2 separate regions of the Mus musculus genome follow, and region 1 is linked to region 2. Evidence: chromatin contacts called from public Hi-C data. All regions are on one chromosome and are shown on one strand. Each heading gives the region's core, a stretch centred on a gene start, on an enhancer-like site or on the middle of the called end of the contact. The rest is flanking DNA. Distances are from core to core; before and after follow the strand shown. Region 1 overlaps Rsu1 (Ras suppressor protein 1). Region 2 has its middle 210 kb from the start of Pter.

Region 1 (3,933 bases), core at 975-3,474, 390 kb before region 2:
ATAATATGTGATACTAATGGTAGAAAATTGTTTATGGTCTGTGGCTGACCTGTGTCTCATTTCAAGGACTTTTACTGGTTACATATGCTGTTCCCTTTGTTTTGAAAGTGTGTGTGCATGTGTGTGTGTGTGTGTGTGTGTGTGTGTGTGTGTGTGTCTATGTGTGTGAGTGTTGCATGTGTGTGTACTTCTCTGTGTGTGTGCATATGAGTGTGTACGTGTGTGCATGTTTGTGTGCATGTGAGTGTGCTTGTGTGTGTGTGTGTGTATGTGCATGTGTGTATGTTCCATGCATGTTTGCACTTATGTGGAAGTGAGTGTAGAAGCTAAGGGTTGAAGCTAGGTGTCCCTTCAGTCACTTTTTCATACTATTTTCTAAGGCAAGGCTTATCATTAAAGCTGAATCTTGCCATTCAGCCAGACTGACTGGCCAGTGAGTCCACACAATATGCCTGTCTCCATCCCCCTAGTGCTAGGGTTACATGCCTGGATTTTTATATGTATGCTAGGGTTCTGAACCTGTGCGTCACAATAAGCCCTTTAAGCATTGAGCCATCTTCTCTAGCACTGTTTATGTTGGCTTCTAAATGATTGACATCAGTTATTACAATGGCTATAGTAGATTTTTAATGTATTACTGTAGCCCAGTAATTTGTCTGTATGTTTGCTATTTTGGAAAATCTATTTCTAGTTCAGTCTAGGCTGTAACCAAAAGCCACCGGGGAGCTAATTTTTTTGCACAAATAGTTAATGCCATCCTGACATCCGCAGTAACCGCTCTCTAGCATGGCCTCCCCCATTTCTCTCTGCAGCTAGGTCATGATCACAGAAACATATTCACAAAGTGAACAGTCTGGGGTATCAAAATGTGCTCTTTTTATTTCACACAGAGTCAAGACTGAATTTCCACATGGTTTGATTTACCATTGCAAATTCTGCTTCTGGTCTCTGGGATAATTTGTTGAAATTTATCGCTCATGTTTTAGGTGTAGGAAATAAGAGAACCTGTTGCTTAGGTTGTTACTTAATGGTAAAGCACTTGCCTGGAATATGTGAGGTCCTGGATTCCATCTTTAGCACTTTGTTGGGTCGGGGAAAAAAGAGGAGAGAGGGAGAAGGACACACACACACACACACACACACACACACACACACACACGGGGTGGGGGTGGGGAGAATAGTGTCCCTTCATTATTTGTTTATTCTGTTTATGGTACACATTGTTTTCCCTTGGAAACAGCAGAGAATATAAAACAGCACTTGTTATCATAAAGTGTGAATTCCATTGGGAATTAAGAGTTAATGAATGCATGCCCAGTATGTTAAATGGTGATGAAGGAAGGAAGGAAAAGAGAATTGCTAACTAATACACAGTGATGGAAGACCTCAAATACTGAAGGATATACAGAAACTTAGCAGAAGGATACTTCCTGGCAAAGGATTCAACAAGTGCTCCTACCCAAGGAAAAGCAGACAGGCACCTACTGAGGGAGCCCTGGGACGAGGCAGGAAGGAACTCAAATACGTGGTGTGCAACAGAGCATCAGAGCATGGAGGTCTCTTGTGCCACTGCAAAGATTTTGGCCACCTTCCTGGAAGAGACAGGAAGCAATTCCCATAGTTTGAGGAGTGGCTACCTTCCATACTTGAGAGAGAGAGAGAGAGAGAGAGAGAGGGAGAGGGAGAGGGAGAGAGAGGGAGAGGGAGAGGGAGAGGGAGAGGGAGAGAGAGGGAGAGGGAGAGGGAGAGGGAGAGGGAGAGGGAGAGAGAGGGAGAGGGAGAGGGAGAGGGAGAGGGAGAGAGGGAGAGGGAGAGAGAGAGAGAGAGAGAGAATCAGAGACAGAGACAGAGAGAGAGAGAGAGAGAGACCTCTGCTACAAGCTGGTTGAAAGGAAGGAGAGAAAACAAACGGGAAGGAATTGCAATCATCTAGGCAGAAGTGGCAGCTGCACTGAAGGAATGAGAAAAGTGCTAGGCGTGTGTCTTAAAGGGGAAGCTGCCAGTGGGTTCCGTGTGGGAAGGGACAGGAGGACAGGCGCCAGGGGTGACTTTGCACACTACATGAGCGATTTCCAGACTGAAGTAGGCCTTGCTAAATTGGGGGCTTCTGGGAGGGAAACAGATTTGAAGGAGGGGGCAGCAAGGAATGGCTAAGGGTAAGCTGCCTCCAGACATCCAAGTGGAGATACTCAGTAGGCGGGTGGCTGCAGGAGTCTGGAGGCGGCCTTGAGATCTTGGCTGGAGACTGAGATGTGTTGGTTGCTAGTCATGAATCTGGAGGAGAACATGTAAGGAGTGAGTGTAAAGACAAGACATCCACACACTGAGCCCCCAGGCACCCCGGAGAGGAGGGAGACTGGCACAAGAAACATGACAAGCTTCTAGTGATGGAGCAAGACCAACAGAAGGTAGTGTTCAGGGAGCCAGGCAACCTCAGAATCTCCAGGATGGCGACATTGTCTGCTCTTCCTGGTCATACTGAGATAGGACTGAGAGGTGGCCGGGAATCAGAGATGTAGATGTCTTACTGAGGCTGGGACCTGGCTTTGGTGATGTCATGGTACTGCTGGCTCAGTTGTGATAGGTTTAGAGTTGCTCCAGGCCGAGACCAGTGGCAGTTGCTGGAAATGGGGGTGCTGAGCGTTTCACATGGTGGCAAAATAGTGAGTCTGTGTGACTGTAAATGTCCAGCTGAGGGGAAGTCAAATGGATACTGTGAGACACAGGGCACACACCATCATGCCTGGCTGTGAGACTAGGGTCCTGGATATAGTGAAGGGGCTTCCCTTGGCTTCTAAAACTCCTACAAAGTGAAGGAAAAGAGGACAACAAACAGCACTGGGACTCACATGCGGGACTGGAGACTGCTGTGTGGACCAGGTGAAAGCTTCCTTCAGCATTCAGGTTTTTTTTGGAGGGGGAGGGGTGTTTTTTTTTTCTTATTGTCTTTTTTTTCCCCTCCTGCTAAGAATAGAGCCCAGAGTCTTTGCCAGCTCTGAGATACAACTACAGCCACGGTATTCAGTAAAATAGAATTCACGGGGAGAAACAAACAGGAGAACGGAGCATGAAGTACAGTATTAGAAATGTCTATAAAAATATCTGGATAACAGAGGAAGAGAGAAGAGAGAAGACAGACAGACAGCAGACTGACTGATGGATGAGCTGAAGAAGCAAATTCAGCAGGCAAAGCATTCAAGGGCTCTAGATGATAATTGGAGCAGATCTCTCTTCTTATTACTGCATCAAGAAAAGTTAGAATATTCCCCAAATCACTTGCTTTTCAGTGTTAATACAGCACAGTGCATCCCCTCCCCTGTCACTGGTCGTGACTGTAGCTTTCAGTTGAAGGTTGTTATAGACAGAGCTACTGTAAATACTCTTTTTATGGATGTACATTTTCTGAACTAGTTACTCTGTAGAAGTAACCAGGCAAAAGCTTTACTTCATTAGCGGGAAAGGACCAAACAGAAAGGAAAATCAAAATAACAATTCATAACCTTGACTTAGTCCTGGCAGATGACAGAGCACAGCCAATGCTTGATAACACCTGTGGACTCAATGCCTCCAAATATTACGTGAAAGACATAAGATGTCTCTGAGCCTCATTTCACATCTTGTACTCTTTGATCGGGAGTGGCAATCTGCCACATAGTAACAAAACCCATGTCTCTGTACATGTTTGTTTTATCCCTGCAAGTTGAGCACCATTTAATGCAGTGGACACAGTGAAGAAATGCAAAGCCTAAGGTGCAGAGGCAACAAGGCCAGGCTTCTACGAAGCACTTGGTTGTGTGTGAAAATCATTTTTGCTTTGTTTTGTTTAAAAAAAAAACCCACTGGAAGGTGATACAGGATTTCAGTCAGCTTTTCATACTAAGCATTATATACATAGGAATAACTCCCATCTGTTTTAAATACAACGTATACTAA
Region 2 (3,797 bases), core at 1,272-3,771:
TTTTTGAATAGTCATTACAATGACAATACTCAGAGAGGACTAAGCAGACTGGCCAATTCCCAGCCTGGTGCAGGGCCCTACATGGCAATTCTAGAACACTGTCAATACCCTAAGCTAAGTGGGCCTTATTCTATTTAATAATTCCATTTAACTATATTTCAGAAAATAGACTTAGTTCTCCAAATAAACAGGGGCAAGTGGTTGACAGAGATACACTGAAGGCCTTATCACAGAGTGAGAAGGTGAGCTCCCATATCCTCTGAGTCCAGTGCTGAGGGTACAGTGTCATAAGGTATTGACACACATCTGGCATCAACTGCACAAGGATTGCAAAGCACAGAGAGAGAGGGAGAGAGACAGAGAGAGACAGAGACACAGAGACAGAAAGAGAATCTGAAATGATGATAGGAAGAAACTGGAACGGAGGTTGAACACAGCAAAAAGAATGGAAAAGCCAGATGCTTTCCTGCTCAGAAAGTCGGTGTTTACACCCAAGGCCAGCTCCTTGCTTGCTGATTCTCCAGCTTTGACAACCAAACAGGATAATTGTAACCAAAAGGAGAAAACTCACATACTGAGTGTCATGAGCTAGTTTTCCCCTGAATTATAAACATATGTTATACATATCTCTTGAGAGAGAGAGAGAGAGAGAGAGAGAGAGAGGGAGAGAGAGAGAGAGAGAGAACATTAGCTGTTACCTAGGGAGTTCTTGGGTAGCCAGAGTAAGGCAGGGTAAAATGAGAGAAAGGATGCAGAAGAGCAGGACAGTGGTGTGTGCAATGAGACTGTGCACATAAATAGCTTCAAACAGTCTCAGGGAGGAAGCCTTGGGAAACCACTTCTGTCTTCTTTTGTAAGTGGGATACTTGTTAAGAAGGGGAATAAGTGTTGCTGAATTTACCTAAAAAGTATACATGCATGTTAACTCTAAATGGAGATACCAAACATAGAAAAAACAGGCTTTCTTAATAAGGGCTGGGAGTGCCTTTTGCACCCACTGGCTAGAAGTGGACATCCACAATGCACAGCAACAGGATAACAATCGCAACCCAGAACTTCTCCAAGCTCCATAGGCAGGAAAGGTGAGCCAAGGTGCCGTAGCACATCTATTATTAATGACATCTCTGTGCACAAGCTAGAGTTTTCATGAAAGTCTCACAGGCACAAGGAAAATGTTTGCAAACATCAGAGTTGAGCAAGGAAATATCATTATCTATGATCTAAATACCAAAGTCTGTGCGTTTTTTAATTTTGGCAATGTGGACGATTCCCTTCCTCCCTACCCCCCGTAAGGAGCCTAAGACTCACAAACATGGGCTGTTAGTAGAGAGATGAGAGTATTTTCAGACAGTGGAGGGATAAAATAGGAAGACCTGTAATTATCTGCAAATTCCTTTGGAATCCAGCAGCTGTATTTGAGATGCACACTTAACCAAACAACAGTAGTGTGGTACGTACATACAAAAATTAAGTGTTTATTTTTTTGTTGAGACTCTCTTTGTGCATAACATTTTCACTGATTTTTTTTTTTTTGGAGTGCGTGAGAAGAATCAAATTATGCTTATTAAAAATATGTGTTTCTGGAGGGATATGCATTCCTATAACCTTCATTATGATGCTCTTAATTAACCAATATGCTTCATAATAAAGTATCTGGCTGTCACTAAAATCAACACTTTTCAGTTATTAATAGATTAAGGAAAGAATGTTAATTTCTTCAAGCTCCATTTCATTTGGTCTCATTACTTCAGGAGCCAGATGGTTACAGGGCTGGACCTGTCAACAGCTACTGTGAGGGAGAATACATTGAGAAACACCAAACCCAAGTACAAACAACAGCAGAAAAATGAAGAAGGCGGTAGCCGCACACCATGTGCAGGGCAGGGCAGAAAGTTATTCTGACAATAAATAAAATTATGAATCAGATCATTCTAATTGAGGATTTGAACAAATGCCCGCTTGTTCTTCCTCTTCCCCGTTATACCCCTCCCCAAATAACCACCAAGCGGGGCTCCAGCTGTGTGCTGAGACACTCGCCATTGTTCAAGCGCCCGCGATTTCTCTTATCTCTAGGGCTGCCAGTATTTGACAGTTCTCCTACACTCTTGGTTGATGGATGATGTCAATGCAGAGGAGACAGTACCACCAGCAGCCAATTTTTTCAAGATGTTTTCTTCTTTGATTTAAAAAAAAAATCACTTCTGAGTGCTTCAGAAAGCAGTCTGTCTCTCCAACCTGGCTTTTCACGACTTCATCCCACCCCGTTTGCAGGCCACACGTGGGTGAGGTAGTTGTTCCTCGTATCCTGAACATTGGTGAAACCTATCCCCAGGTTTCCCAGCAACCTCCATGAGCACAGCATTCAGTAATTCAGGCATCCCACAGACACGTACAAAGCAAAAACCAGATGCTGGCAACTTAGACCACGGTTTTGGTGAATTTCTATGCTCTGACTATGCCAGTTTCTCTTATCTGCCAAAGAAAGACACTGTGTTCTCCGTGTGAAGTATTTGTTCAAGTGTGAAGTGTTATGCAACTTGTAATCCTATGCCACAATAGCAGCTCATGGGCACGATTCTGTGTCTACTCATTCTTAACCGCAGATGTGTAAAAACCTGCCCCCTAGTGGACATGAAGCAATTTGCAAGCTGCTTCTCTCCTACCCCAAACCCCATCTCCACCCTTTTAAAGGGTGGGGTTCTTCTAATTGTACAGAGTTGCTGGACATTAGCACCTATAAGTCTAGCAGATGAAAATTAAGGCATTCAGGACCCGAAGAAATCTTAGAGTTTTTCTGTTCAAACCTTGCATTTTACTAATTAGAAAAAAATCAAGAAATCACAAGAACTTCTACGGTACCAGGTCCTAGATAACACCTAACCTGTTTCAGATCTGCAAACGGAAGGGTCAATAGAATCCAAGCTGCCCTTGGACGATGGATCATAATAAGTTAAGTGCGTCATCATCTCTTTATAAATCAAGAAGTTCATTAACCTCCAGGCATGTCCTTCCCGTGTGTTGTAGAAAGACTACTATGTTCCAGGCATCAGAACAGACACTGGAGACAGCTGCAGAGCGAATGTGTATCCAGACAGCAACTTCTCTCAGCAATAGTTTTAGCTTTTCCAGGAAACGAATTTTACTTAAATAGCCAAACCAAACAGGAAGCATGCTTAAAATTTACTTAGCACTGACTGTGACTAAAAGAACATTACTTTTGCAATATGTCCTCTACATACAGGGATAAAAATCCTTATACACTATTCTTTAACCGGATTGGTGATGTGCACTTTAACAGGGAACGAATCCAGTTAAAGTCTAAGGAAATTTCTGCCAGCTCTGATGAGAACTATCACTTGTATTTCTTAATGCTTCTCTTTGAAATGTTCAAGCATTGCCAGTCTGTTCTGTTTTGCTAGTCCAGGTTAGCTGGGACTGGGAACCTCTAGAGACCTTTTAAGCTAAGGTCCTGATGCCATAAGTGACTAACTCTGTATTTTAGGTTTTTATCCTTGTCTTCAGAATCACTGGCACCTATTTTCCAATGAAATGTGAAAGAGTTAGCTGCAATTAATGGCAGTAGCTGTCTATTTCCAACCACTCAAGAAGCTGAGGCTTGTAAACCTGGAGTTTTACATAAGTCTGGGCAACATAAAAGAGATATGGTCTCAAACAATTAATTAGTGGCTAAGTACACTGACTCTGGAGAACAGAGCACATTCCTACTGGTGTAGATATTGAAGATATTAAGAACATTCCATGCTTAAACTGTTAGTGGTGATTTTTTTTTTTTAAGA

Evidence for each region. A called contact is a pair of places that touch in the nucleus more often than the background predicts.
Region 1: a contact with region 2 is called in a Hi-C map of cerebral cortex, with 3 times the contacts expected there. The contact joins two enhancer-like sites.

What each region holds. Positions count from the first base shown.
Region 1 is chr2:13,102,177-13,106,109 of GRCm38.p6, reverse strand. The region is part of intron 8 of Rsu1 (Ras suppressor protein 1); the gene reads left to right. Among named protein-coding and RNA genes, the nearest start is that of C1ql3, 93 kb to the right of the region's middle. Within about 2 kb of position 2,224, at least 4 of the 459 cell types and tissues checked have an H3K27ac peak or open chromatin away from gene starts, as enhancers often do. A contact at or near this core is called in cerebral cortex, where this site is marked.
Region 2 is chr2:12,708,050-12,711,846 of GRCm38.p6, reverse strand. No RefSeq gene overlaps it. Among named protein-coding and RNA genes, the nearest start is that of Pter, 210 kb to the left of the region's middle. Within about 2 kb of position 2,521, at least 50 of the 459 cell types and tissues checked have an H3K27ac peak or open chromatin away from gene starts, as enhancers often do. A contact at or near this core is called in cerebral cortex, where this site is marked.